2 separate regions of the Mus musculus genome follow, and region 1 is linked to region 2. A link is a contact called in public promoter capture Hi-C data. All regions are on one chromosome and are shown on one strand. The core of a region is the stretch at or near the end of the contact, and the rest is flanking DNA. Distances in the headings are between cores, read along the strand shown. Region 1 overlaps Fbxo34 (F-box protein 34). Region 2 has its middle 4.1 kb from the start of Lgals3.

Evidence for each region. Promoter capture Hi-C pulls out the DNA fragments that hold promoters and counts their contacts.
Region 1: a promoter capture Hi-C map of hippocampal neurons shows a contact between it and region 2, with 3 times the contacts expected there. The contact joins two enhancer-like sites. A contact is called at or near these places in 3 of 39 promoter capture datasets (3T3-L1-derived adipocytes, embryonic stem cells and hippocampal neurons), 1 of 484 Hi-C or Micro-C datasets (pre-hematopoietic stem cells), 2 of 115 datasets of contacts at active chromatin or transcription factors (effector CD8 T cells and memory CD8 T cells) and 1 of 9 other capture datasets (adipose tissue).

Annotation. Positions count from the first base shown.
Region 1 is chr14:47,531,622-47,538,588 of GRCm38.p6, forward strand. It overlaps Fbxo34 (F-box protein 34), which reads left to right. Exons shown (of 3, transcript NM_001146086.1): 3 at 1-341. Among named protein-coding and RNA genes, the nearest start is that of Gm35166, 27 kb to the left of the region's middle. Within about 2 kb of position 2,285, at least 210 of the 459 cell types and tissues checked have an H3K27ac peak or open chromatin away from gene starts, as enhancers often do. A contact at or near this core is called in adipose tissue, hippocampal neurons and memory CD8 T cells, where this site is marked.
Region 2 is chr14:47,366,492-47,372,987 of GRCm38.p6, forward strand. It overlaps the pseudogene Gm52166. Among named protein-coding and RNA genes, the nearest start is that of Lgals3, 4.1 kb to the right of the region's middle. Within about 2 kb of position 1,275, at least 141 of the 459 cell types and tissues checked have an H3K27ac peak or open chromatin away from gene starts, as enhancers often do. A contact at or near this core is called in adipose tissue, hippocampal neurons and memory CD8 T cells, where this site is marked.

The sequences.
Region 1 (6,967 bases), core at 1,035-3,534, 170 kb after region 2:
AACCAGGCACCTTACCCTAGGCCTGTATGCTCGTTCCCGTGAGAGTGGTGACTGCAGACCGACATGCCCTGTGCTGTTTACAGTGTGTATAATGGTTGTGCTTGCACAGGGCTGTGAACGTGCACATTAAACCCGAGCGCCTTTACCTGTAGATGAGTGCTTTGGCCCCTCTGTAAATAACGTGATTAAAATTCAGTATTGTATATTATGAACAGCTGACTAAACATAATCACCACAGAATAAGACAATATCATATAATAGATTAAAATGTTGTGCATCCTTTTGTCTGGTTAAAAATTTTTTAAAAAAACTTCAATAAAAAAATAAACGTTTTAAATGAGGTCTGGTCTTAAAATAAGATTTTACTAACTTTATGAATGTTCATGTAAATTCAGGCAGTGTTGGAGGAGACCAGCCAAGGGTGTTGGACCCCCTGAAGCTGTGCTGGGAAGTGATCTGTGTGTTGTGCAGAGCAACAAGTTCTCTACTGCTGAGCCATTACAGCCCAAAGATGGATTTCGTGCACGTGCGTGTGCTTGCTCTTGAGTGTGCGCACACTAAGGTGGCAGAGCCACCACTGTGGTGGTCAAGTGGCAGGCAGTTGTGAGCCGTGCTATGAACTGGACCAGATTCCTGCCTACGTCATCTGGTCCAGATCCTTATGCATTAAGTTCTTATGCATTAAGTTGTAATTAAAAACAACAACTTGAGCGGGCGTGGTGGCGCACGCCTTTAATCCCAGCACTGGGGAGGCAGAGGCAGGCGGATTTCTGAGTTCGAGGCCAGCCTGGTCTACAGAGTGAGTTCCAGGACAGCCAGGGCTACACAGAGAAACCCTGTCTCGAAAAACAACAACAAAAAACCAAACAAAAACAAACCTTTGATGTGTGTGGGTATTTTGCCTGCATTTATGTCTGCATCACATGGTTACCTGCACCAACAGAGGCCAGAAGAGGGCATCAGCTCCCCTGGGAGTCTGAGCAGGTTTGTAAGTCCTCATGTGGTTGCTGGGAATTAAGCCCGAGTCCTCTGAAGAACAGCAGTGCTCTTAACTGCAGTCACCTCTCCAGCTCCCTTCTTAGGGCCCTTCTGTTAAAGTCTTGTTTGTGTTCAAGCCATTTGTGGTGACTCATGTCTGTGATCCCAGAGCTCTGAGGACAAGGCAAAAGAATTGCTGAGTTTGAGGCATGCCTGGGCTACAAGAGGAGACATGTCAAATGCACCCCAAAACAGGGTTTAGAAGAAGGGAGGTTAACTTTTTATATTACAAAATCATCTTTCCTTAAATGTAAGTTTAAAATCTTATCGGCTTTTAACATTTTGAGTTTTGTGCAGTGCCTGCTGTATTCCCTATAAAGTACTATTAAAGAGTTCCCACAGCTGTCCACCAGTCACTTAGAAGCCACTGGGAGTCTTCAGGCTTGAAGACAGAAAGCTGGAGCTTTGAAAACAAAATCCAAAAACACAGAAAAAAACCCTGTTATCGGCCTAAGTTGCTGGCAGGGAGGATGGACGACAAATGTGGACGACTGATGGGGAAGGGCAGTGGTTGCCTTGGAGGAGGGTACACATTTGGCCAGGACCGGCAGGGAGCAGAGTGGAGGATGGTATTTAGGTAGAGCCAGCTTGGCCTATGTTAAGCAGAGGGTCATGAGGCCAGTGGCTTCCGAACTGGAATCTAGTTTGAATTTTTAAGATTGTGTGTCTGTATACTAGTGCGTGCATTTGTCCTTGTAAGCCAGAAGAAGGTGTCAGATTCCCTACTTCTGGAATTACAAGCAGTTATGAGTGTTGAATGCCAAACTTGGGTCTGTGGCTCTTAACTGCTGAGCCATATCTCTGGTTTGGGTTTTTCTTTTATCCTTCACAGTAACGGCTGAGAGCAGGCTGAGACTGCAGTGACCCCATGCCAGCGAGGCCACCCTGACAAGTGGACCATGCTATGCTAGCCTGGAGACGCAAACTTGGTCTGACACAACGCAAGAGGCTGAGAACAGCTCATCTTCAACACATCTGCTGTTGGCTTGTGCCAAGCTGGCAATCTGAATGTCCTCTAAGTTTGTTGTGACTCATAACTGGGATAAGGCGATAACACACAGGACAACCAAGGGTGTGACGTTCCTCATGCACTGTGTGTTCAACCTTTGCTGCCTGTGGCTCTCCCACGTGGGTACACAAGACAAACAACTCTGGGTTTTCATGAGTCAGCATTGCTGACCTGGTTATCACGTGCTCTGCAGCTGTGTGAGAAGCTGGGCTGACAACAGGGCATAGGATGCCCCCAGTGCACTTGGCCTTACCTCAGAAACAGACGGCCTGCATTAACTGTGGCAGGACAAGCTTCCCAGTGCTCAACAGAGGCTTGACACCAGCCCCCACCCCCAACCCCGCCCCACCCCACCCCCACGCTGAACTCAGACTACCAGAATGTAATGCTGCTTTTGAGACTCTGTGGCCCCCTAGTGTTGGATGTAGAAATAATCCACCCTTTGGTTTTTGGTTTTAAGAGCTTGTGTGTGTGGATGTCTGTATACCACATGCATGCAGTTCTGTGGAGGCCAAAGGGGCAGTATGTCCCCTAAAGTCAGAGTTACAGGCAGTTCTTAGCTGTCCTGTAGGTGCTGGAAACTGAACCCCAGCCCTGGAGGAGCAGCCAGTGCTAACCACTAACCATGCCAGAAGCCCCCAGGCGACCGGCCCACTCTCATGTCATGCCACGGTGTTCCCGTCCTGCATTGCCAAAGGTTCAAACCCCACCCCAGCCAAAGAAAACACCCACTCTGCTCTCACAGGAGGCGCTGCTCCACCTCAGTGTTTACCCCACCACTCATTGCAACTCCATCCTTCATAGAAACTGGGAACTGGGTCCCCATCCCATTCCTGAGATGATGGTTGGACTCTTGCTACCAGCTTGGAAAGGAACCAAGGGCATGTGCATTGTATATGACTTGTAATTCCAGCAGGGTCGCCTCTTTGAGGCATATAGTGAAAGCCTCTTAACAAAACCCCTAAATGTAACGTGCTTGCCGATGTGTCTGCTCACCCTATGCACTGATGGCCCCACTGCAACATCCACTGGGAACCAGTCCCACCCCTCTGCTGTGTTGGCCAGGCTCCTCCACGTGCCCCTTTGTATCTGTGTGTGGGGTTCCCTGGACTCCCGGGGTAGCTAGTTTGAGCACTTACCTTCAGTGCCTCACAGTATACACTCCATGACATGATTACATCCCATGTTTAATCAGCAATCCCTCTATAGTTAAGCCAAATCCCCAACCCTTTTCACTTTGTTTTAAAAAGTTGTCTCAAGTAGCCTAAGGTCATCTTTACATTTATGACCCTCCTGCCTCAGCCTTCTGAGTAGCTGGGATTACAAGCATGTACCACTAGACCTGGCTTGCTAGTATCAATTCAACATGTTGACTGTTGGCAGGTTTGGACAGTTCTGGCTCATTCCCTAATTGTCTATGAAGGATGAGAAACCTGAAGAGCACTTTGCCTCTGGACATAGCAGACCCCAGGAGACCAGGCTTGTATAGAGAAGTTCTTACAGGAGAACTACTGGCTACACAGCTGCTTGTTCTGGACCATGCTGCCAGTGGCTCCCAGCAGCAGGCCCTGGGCTTCCCTTAGGCTCTGTCTAGTCATCTCTGCAGTGTGGACTTTGAGCGCCTGTTAGCCTTTTGAGGCCATCTGGACAGTTTGTACAGAAATACTCCCAACCCTTTGCCACACCCTCAACTGCTGCTATTTCTTTGGCAGACTGGTTATTTGTCTTTCTTTATCCACAGACTGCATCATAGGTGCCATAAAGTCATTTGACACTAGACCCTTCTTCACACTGAATAGTGCCAATAATGAATCAATGCTATCAACTGCTCATCAGGTCCTGTAACCATATGTTGAACACACAGTGGGATGCTATCCTTTCCTCTGGGTTCATATAGGCTAGTGTTAGAATCTCAGAACTAGCGAAGTGCCGTGTGGGAAGTACACCATCCCTTCTGACATGCACATCACTCCTAACTTTATGGAAGTTCATGGCCATCGCTGATTTGCAAAGCCTCGTGGGAAGAGCAAACATTGTGGTTAGGCACCTTTGGGTGCCTCAGGTCCATTTGTGCCTAGCTGTTGAAGCAGAGCCTTAGTGGAGCAGTCTCCCACTCTAGGTCGCTGGCCTCGTTAGGAGTAGGGAACAGAGCCACTAGTTATCAGGTGGGAAGAGAAGTGGAATGGAGCAGAAACGGCATCCCTCGTAGGATAGAGGAAGCCCACTAAAAGCCAGTGAGGCCGACAACCTGCTATTCTGGTAAAGGTGCTTGCCTTGCAAATCAAGCAACCAAAGTTTGATCCTTGGAATCCACAGAAAGACCAACAGAAAATAAACTCCACAAAGTTGTCTTCTGATCTCTACATGTAGGTTATAGCATACATGCTCCCTCAAATAATTGTTCTAATAAGAACAATTTCTGTTAACTACTTTAAAAAAAGCAAAAAGCCGCCGGGCGTGGTGGCGCACGCCTTTGCTCCCAGCACTTAAGAGGCAGAGGCAGGCGGATTTCTGAGTTCGAGGCCAGTCTGGTCTACAAAGTGAGCTCCAGGACAGCCAGGGTTATACAGAGAAACCCTGTCTCGAAAAACCAAAAAAAAAAAAAAAAAAAAAAAAAATTATATATATATATAAAGCAAAAAGCCATGAAACCTTTTCCACCTTCTCAAGCAAGTGGTTCCTAACCTTCCTACCACTGGGATGATTTAATACACTTTGTGTTTGTAATGTAAATTTGTGTCTTACTCGACCCGGTGAAAGGGTCATTCGACTGCCCCCACCCCCACCCCCACAAGCCCCCAGTCTGTCCTGAGGGCTCTTAGTAGGAGACTCTACAAAGGCATCTGTACTCAAGGATTTGGTTTTTCTTATCCTAGGACTGGGAGTCCAACCCAGGGTCACGCTAAGCAGACAGCTCACCACTGAGCTTTTAAAGCTTGCTTTGTTGGGTTCTAATTTAGAGATGGGTCTCAACTTGCTCAGGTTGACCTTAGGTCATTCTACATCAGCCTTGTCAGTGAGCTTGCATACCTGCTTCCTCCGGAGTTTTTAGATAGGTTCTCATGATGGAACTCGGAATAAATACTGCCTCCTTCCTTTTAAAGGATTTCTATATTTGTTTATTTATTATACATAAGTACACTGTAGCTGTCTTCAGACCCCCCAGAAGAGGGCATCAGATCTCATTACAGATGGTTGAGCCACCATGTGGTTGCTGGGATTTGAACTCAGGACCTTCGGAAGGGCAGTCAGTGCTCTTAACCACTGAACCATCCATCTCTCCAACCTACTGCCTCCTTCCAAATGCACATATTAACAGGGATGTGCCATAACTCCCAGCTCAAACTATTTTTTAGGTTGGGTTTACAAATAAAAAAGTAGGCCCCTGAATGTTTTCTTTCTGAAATGCTAAGCGTGTGGGAACTAGGGTCTCAAGTGATCACTGAGGAAAGTGGCATATGCTCAAAATTACTCTTGAAAATGTGGTGCCTACCACTTGGTAGAAGACAGCTATTAGTGCACAGCATGCTGCATGCTGGCCAGGGAAGGCTAGCTGCTGAGGCGGGGTGGTGAGCAGTATGTAGACACTGGGAAGAGCAGAGTCCATCTCTTAGCAGCAGAGGTATATAATCTGTTATGCTCTTTAAATGACCTTCCTCCTTTCCCTTCTGCCCACACTGAACCACAAGCATTGAATCTTATGATCTGATACTGGTCTCCATTATGGAGTATGAAAAGTTGGTGTTCTTTTTTTTTTTTTTTTAAAAAGAGTGGCCAGATACAATTTAAAAAGAGAGGGGGGAGTTCTATTGTGGCACACATGACCTGTCTGCACAGCTGTGTCTAGCTGCCCACCCAGGCTTCCTTATTCTGGTACCAAGCTGCTGGCCTATACTCTGCCCATCCTCAGAGGCATGAATGCTGCAGGGAGTGTAGCCCTTGGCTCCACTTTGGCCTTATTTACCATCCCAAGCAGAGATGGGAGGCTGGCTGTCCACTGTCCAAACTGGGACACGTGGCATGACCATTTCCATGGCCCGCAGTCTTGGCTCTGGCGGCTTTGAATCTGCTAAGCAGACTGAAGAGCAATTGACCATACTATGAAAATGAGCAAATGCATGTGTTCAATATAAGATGTGGACATAGGGATATACCATCGCCAGTATTTGCCAAGCCCAGGGAAAGAACAGAATACCCACCTTCAGCCCATCCATCACCTGGGCCCCTTTTCCGGCCCCTGCAGAGCCACACCTTCAAACACCTGGGGGGTAGGGTTGTTTTTTTTTGAGACAAGGCCTCACTAGTATCCCTGGCTGTCCTGGAACTCACTCTGTAGACCAGGCTAGCCTCTAACTCTAAGGACTCTTCTCTGTGGAGGACAAAGCACAAAGCTTACCCTGGAAGTGGAAGTCCCCAGGTGAGTCCAAGGTCACAAGGTCTGTGTGACAAAACTAAGGCTGAATATGGTAATGGGACTGAGGGTTCAGAGGCCTGAGAGGGAATGGAAGAAGTAGATGGGATGAGGCAGGGGCATTACCAGTTGCCACCACTCACTCAGGGCACAGAGCAGGAAAGAATGCCCTGGGGGTGGGGAGTTGCAAATGGGAGGCAACCCAAGAAACAGAATATACAAACCAGGGAAGCAGTCATTGTACCAGATATTTCCCCCACCTTAAAGGACACAGAGTTTCCTCCTCTGTGCCTGGAAGAAGGAGCCTAATGCCTAAATCTTGAGGCTCTTCAGAGGCAGTTACTGTTAATGACATGTGTAAGTTCTATCATTTCCCCTGACAGTGCAGCTCTACCTCAGGATCAACGGTACAAAGAGCTGCAGAAGGCAGGCTGATTCAGTGGGCCTGAGGGGGATTCAGCATTGGGGGCGGGGACACATTTTCTACTAAGCTCCCAGGTGCTCACTTT
Region 2 (6,496 bases), core at 25-2,524:
GGAGCAAGTGTGAGAGACTCTCCCAGGCTTGCTGGTCACCAGCCTAGCTCCAAGTTCAGTGAGAGACCCTGTCTCAAAGGCATAAGGTGGAGAACAATAGATCAGGACTTGGGGCATCTTCCTCCTTTAGTGTACACACAGGTGCACCGCCCTACCTGTACAACAAAACAACCGACAACTGACAACGGGAAATAAGACCAAAGACCGGAAAGCCAGCACGGTGGTACGTGCCTGGAGTCCCAAGTCCCAGGAGGTAGAGTTAGAGGAACCAAGTCATTCTTGCGTATGTATGCAGTTCACAGCCAGCCCCAGCTACCTGAGACCCTGTCTCACACAAATAAATAAATAAAACACAGAGAGCAAAATCCCCCATGGTTTTCTGCTTTTCTGCCCAAATCAGTTCTCCCCATCTCTCTGAAAAGATTTCGATGATTGCCAGCCAGGAAACGTGTTGAAAATATGCCCAGTGGGTTGCCAGCCAACAAGATTCAAAGCCTGTCTGCCCTGTTTCCCACACCCTGCCGCAGCCCTGGCAAGCCCCATAGTTCTGTTTGCAGTGTGAGCACTTTTATGTCAGGGGAGTGATTCTTATCAGTAGCGTTCCATGTACCCACCCACCAGTTGCCTGGCACGTCCCACCAGCTGCCCCACATGTCCCACCAGCTGCCCTTCTCCGTTGGCTCTATACAATGCTCTCTCCCAGAGAGGGCTGTTGTTACTGTTTCGTTTATTTGAGACAGTCTGGCCTGGAGTTCACTCTGCAAACTCATCAGCCTCAAACTCACACCAATCCTCCTGCTACAGGCTCCCATATGGTGGGATTACAGGCACCAGACACTATTCCCAGCTCTCGTTTTGACTCTTATTTATTTATTTATTTATTTATTTATTTATTTATTTATTTATTTATTTTCTTTTTTCTTTTCTTAGCTTTGGAGGAACAACTTATTAAGCAAGCCTATGCCTTCCTGGGGGAGAAGAGCCTGACTCGGGAGTAGAGAAAAGGACTGAGTGTGCTGACAGGAAGTGACAAGAGTCCTGAAGTCTGTAACAGTGTGACAGGGAGAACTGATAAGAACCGGTCAGGGAAGGTAGTGGAGGGTCTGTGCAAGCTTAGGCCCTAGCTCTGGGGCTACCTTGAAGGGCCACCCTAACGGCAAGTTCCCAGAAAGACATTCCTCAGAGAAGTTGGGTGGCTGGTTTGGGCTTCATGCGGAAAATCCTGGAGTTACGTAGCCATGGTAACGCGCATGGAAACCAGTGCTTTCTGGCTCATGCCTGATCCAACACACTCAGCTCTGCACAGCCAGCAGGGTTAGGGGAGCCTGCGCGCTGCCCTAGTTAGAATGCCTTTGTAGCAGGTGAGAGAAACCAGCTTTAGCCAGTCTAAGCTTTAGAAAAAAGAGGCTTAAAAAGGGTCCCGGGCAGGGTGGCCAAGAGTGGGGTGCACAGTCTAAATGCAGACATGAGATTGGGTATTTAAATATTTAGAACCCACCCAAGTATCATTCCTTTCTCCGTCAAAGCCTCCTCCCTCTCCCCTTTCCCTTCTCTCCTCTTCTTTTCCTTTCTTCTTATTTTTCTTCAAGAGGCTCTTGCTAGGTAGCCCAGGCTTAGATCAAACTCACAATGCTCCTGCCTCAGCCTCCCAAGTTTCATCAAGCTTCCTTGTCTTTGTTTTATTTTTTAAATCAAAAACTTAAGTTACAGTACAAAGGAATTTTTAAACCATTTATTTACTTACTTATTTCTAGATGTATTTATTATTGTGTGTGTGACTGAGCATCTGGTCGACGCATGAGCCTGTGCACACGCGTCACTGCCTGGAAGTGGAGGTCAGAGGACAAGCTGTGGGAGCCGGTTCTCTCTTCCCACAGGTGAGGCTCTTGGCCCCCAAGGTCTGCGTTTCATGAGTTTTTTTTTTTTTTTTTTGGTCATATGTTTGAGTCATTGTACTTCCATCTAGTCACCGCTTCTTCCTGCCACCCCCTATGCTCCAAACCTCTTTACCTCAGACCATGTCTCTCCACCCTTCACATCTAGAAGCTAACACTGCACAGGGATGGCCTCCATAACACCTGCCTGGTGTTTCTCAGGGCCCAGACTCACACTCCAGTGGGAAAACCCAAACTGGTGCCTGTGAAGTAAGTTTGTCTCTGATGCTACCAACTATAGTAGGTCAAGAAGCTCCAACAGGGCCGGGGCCACCCCTTCAAATGTGGCAGGAAGGTCATTCAGAGTGAGATGAGAAGCCACCCAATGTGTGCTGTCTGTCCTGTCTCTCTGTTCAACTAAGTGTCCTTGCTGCCTGCTTCCTCCAGTCTTCCCAGGTGCCCTTCTCAGTACATAGGTCTCGCCCAGCTATCATCCACTAAAGTGCCAGCAACCACTTTAGCTAACAGGACAATTGACTCCTCAGTCCTATTTGATAGGCTGAGCTGTGCCCTCCTTCATTCATGTTGAAGACCTAATTCTCGGTACCTTTCGATGTGACTGTATTTGGAAGTGGGGGCCTTTAAGGAACTGAGAAGTACACATGGGATCACTGGGGTGAGCCCTGATCCGGTATTGTGACTGTTGGTCTTCCATGAAGAGAGGACTGGGACATGGAGATCTATAGAGGAAAAACCATATGCGGAATATGGACAGAACTCGGTCATTTCCAAGCCAAGGAGAGAGACCAAAGAAGAAACTAACTCTCACATATCTGAGACTGTCAAAGAATAAGAAAGGATATCCCATAAAAAGGCAAGAAAGGAAGAGAGAGAGAGAGAGAGAGAGAGAGAGAGAGAGAGAGAGAGAGAGAGAGAGAGAGAGGGACGAGGAGAGAAAGAAGAGGAGGAGGAGGAGGAGGCAGTCATGGTGGTGTACACCTTTGGTCCCAGCACTTGAGAGGCAGAGGCAGAGGCAGATGGGTCTCTATGAATTTATGGCCGGTCTGGTCTACATAAGAAGTTCTAGGCCAGCCAGGGATACATACAGAGACCCTGTCTCTAAAAGGAGAAGGAAGAATAAGAGGAGGAGGTAGAGAAGGAGAAGGGGGGGAGGAGGGGGGAGAGGAGGAGGAGAGGGAGGGGGAGGAGGGGGAGGGGGAGGGGGAGGAGGGGGAGGGGGAGGAAGAAGGAGAGGGAGGAGGAGGAACATGAGGTTTTGGCCAGTCTGGTCTACATAGGAAGTTCTAAGCCAGCCAGGGATACATAGAGAGACCCTGCTCAAAAAAGAGGGGGAATAATAATAATTAATAATAATAATAGGAGGAGGAAGAGAAGAAGAAGAAAATAACTCTGTTTTTGAACTTATGGCCTACACATTTGCAATCGAGTGAGTGTCTGTCATTGAAGCACCCAGGCTACAGTGCTCTACCACAGCAGCCACAGCAAACCCTTTCATTCCCTTCCTTTGCCTTACTCTCTGTCTACTCACAGGTGCAGCTGACGTGTCAGATGCTCAGCCCTGGAATGGGCTCTGTCAGGGCAGCCATAGGGGCAGGTGTGTTGAGCTGATGTGCGTGCCAAGGCCCCGAGCTCTCAGGAGGCGCTGTTGTAGGTGTGTGGGTTTTGTGGTAGCTGGTACTAAAGGTCAGCTTGGGTTAGGCTTGTGGCAGAAAAAGGACAGAGGTGACTAGAGCCAAGGCAGGCAGGCAGGGAGAGGGGCACCTGGGATTCCCTCATTCTGTTGGCTTCTCTCTACACTAGCTGGTTGGAGCTAGCAGTGCATTCATTCTTGATGGGGCTTGGGCTGCAGCCTGGGCAGGGAGACTGTGTTACCCAGCAATTGGTATGTTACCACTGACCCCATTTTATGTGTCAGCCAGGTTTTGACAAGCTTGTCTACTGACTGAGTTACAAAGAATGGGCTGGTAAAATGGCCGAGGCATACGTTGGGTACCTACTAAGCACACCGGAAATGTAGGACCAGCTTCAGATAGCTGAGATGTTAGCAGCAGATGAACGCAGTACCTTGGCTCCAGAACATTGGAAAATGTTCTGTCTTCAAGGCACAAATTGTGTCCCCATGACACGAAGGCTCGCCTTCTGTCCCAAAGGTTCCAGGCTCCCAACTCAGAAGCCCGCTATGTGCATTACGTGCACCGAATGTCCCCAGGTCAGCTCTGATTCTCAGTTGTCACCTGGATGTGTTGACAGGATGTGGACACAGGCAGAACAGGGAAACTCTCTGTAGATCAAATGTGACAAGCAGGAAGATCTCTTCCTTTCCTCTTTCCAGGTCATTCTATCTGCTCTCTATGAGAGTCCCTGTCAATGTGGTTCTGTTTATATTTCCCTAGGGCTTCAAGTTTTGTGGGGCATCTCTCCTTATTTGGCACAGCTTAGCTAGTTTCTGGGAAATTTCTCCTTCTGGCTGTACCTCATATTTCTTCATGCTTTAATTTTTATTACATTCAGTTATTGGTGCGTGGGAAGCCATGTGCCTGCCTTGGCGCATGAATGGAGGTTAGGGGACAGCTTGCAGGAGCTGGTTTTCTCTTCCTGCTGCGTGGCCCCAGGGCTTGAACTCAGGCCATCAAGCTTGGTGGGAGACACCTTCCTGCTAAGCCATCTTTAAGCTGTCCCTCAACAGGATGCTCTATGTTCATTATCTCCCTATTCCACTTCTAGCCTTCTGCTCCAATTTTAATTTTCCTACTTAAAAGGTGACTAATTAATTTGCCCCCTCCCCCCTCAGGTTTCCTTTCTCTGCTTTAGTATTTTTTTCCCTCTCTCCTGGCTTTCTCTACCTGAAGTTCCTTCCTTCAGATACCTTCCACCAGCTTCTGTCAAGTGTGAGGCTGCTCTGGGGGGGCCTTTGCCTGACTGTCTGCTCAGTTGTTTATTAAGTCAGAGTCCTAACATCTCTGTATCAGAAGAAACCAGGTGGCCAGTTGCTGACCGTCAAGGTCAGGCTTGCCCCTTATTTCAAACAGCACAGTCATTGGTATATAGACATTCTATGAGACTGTCTTGTACACTTATTTTGAAAGAGTTTATAGAGGCTTTGGGCTGGGTTCTAAAGAGTCATTTACTGCTCCTATACAGGTTGTAAACTCCAGACACTCCTTGATATACCAATACCCTTTCACTAGCTTTACTTGGCAGGAAATTGGCATAGAAGTGTTCTCTCCGATGGGCAGTGAAGACCTAAGTTCGACCTCATGATTCAGTTCAGCATAAGTAAGTCTTCTATGTAACAAAGACACAACCATTATCGATCCCTAAAAATGACCAAAGATTATGCACAGGGCAAGAATGTGACTCATCCCATATCTCCATGGCAACCATTTCAGCTGTCCACTTCTAGGTAACTGTAAAAGAGCGTCCTCATGACTCACGGTCTTAAGACTTTAAGTGTTTTCCTAAGAGACTAAAGGCATTCCTCTCTGCCCATCCTATTTCATGCCCACATGCTAATCATCTACAGATGACTCATTCAAACAAGCTTGTTGCCAGGCTACCTGTGTAGAGGAGAGTTCATGGCCTGCGAATTCTTCTCCAGCCACACAGTGACTTCCGTGTGTGTAAGCTTGGAGGGGCAGCAATGAGTGCATCACCAGCCACAGGCTCTGCCGAGCTTGTAAGTCTATCCTAGAGACTAGAGCAGGCCTCCTGAGTGCCCCTGGAATGAGAGTTTGCGTGCACATTTCCCTCTGGTTGTGCAAAACTGGCCGGGACTCTTTATTAACACACTAATAATTGATTACTTTAGAGACTACAGGAAATCTGGAGAGCCAGGTGACAAGTGACAGCTGGAGTGCTCCGTGGCTTACATAAGCCAATGGTCACAGTGATTGTTTGGGGTTTTTCATTTTTGTTTTTGAAACAAGGCCTGACTGTACATCCCTGGTGGCCTCAAATCGCCATACAGACCAGGCTGGCCTTAAACTTGAAGGGATCTGCCTGTTTTTGCATCCCAAGAGCATGCAGATCCCAAGAGATTAAAGACATGAGCCACCACACCTACTACCTACAGTGATTTTTTAAAAAAATACATATATTTATTTCTAAAATTTTATTTACATGTTTTAATATTTTACACTTGATCTTAGCCAAAAGGCCGAGAAGCGATGTTTTAATATTTTAAAATGCATTTATATTTGCACATATGCATGTGAGCATGTGTATGTGGCTTAAATGACAACATTCAAGAGTTGGTTCTCTTCTTTCCTCTTGAGTTACAGGGATCAAAGTTAGGCGTCGGGCTTTGTAGCAAGCACCCTTACGGGATTATGCTTGACTCTCTATACCCATATTTTCTCATGTCTAAAATGGGATTTGTAAGCAAGGGCACAGCGACATCACTGAATGAGTAGAAAGATAAGTTTATTGGGGCTCAAACCACCAAGGCAATAAACATTCCCCTGCCCCGGGTGTGGGGAGAAGTCAGCAGAATGGGGGGCTTTGAGCTGTTACAGGCTGTTGGGATTGACCGGGAAGCAGGTGCCCTTGCCTGAGGTAGTTGACATTGGGGGCAGACTAAGGGAGATCCCTGGTCAACAGAA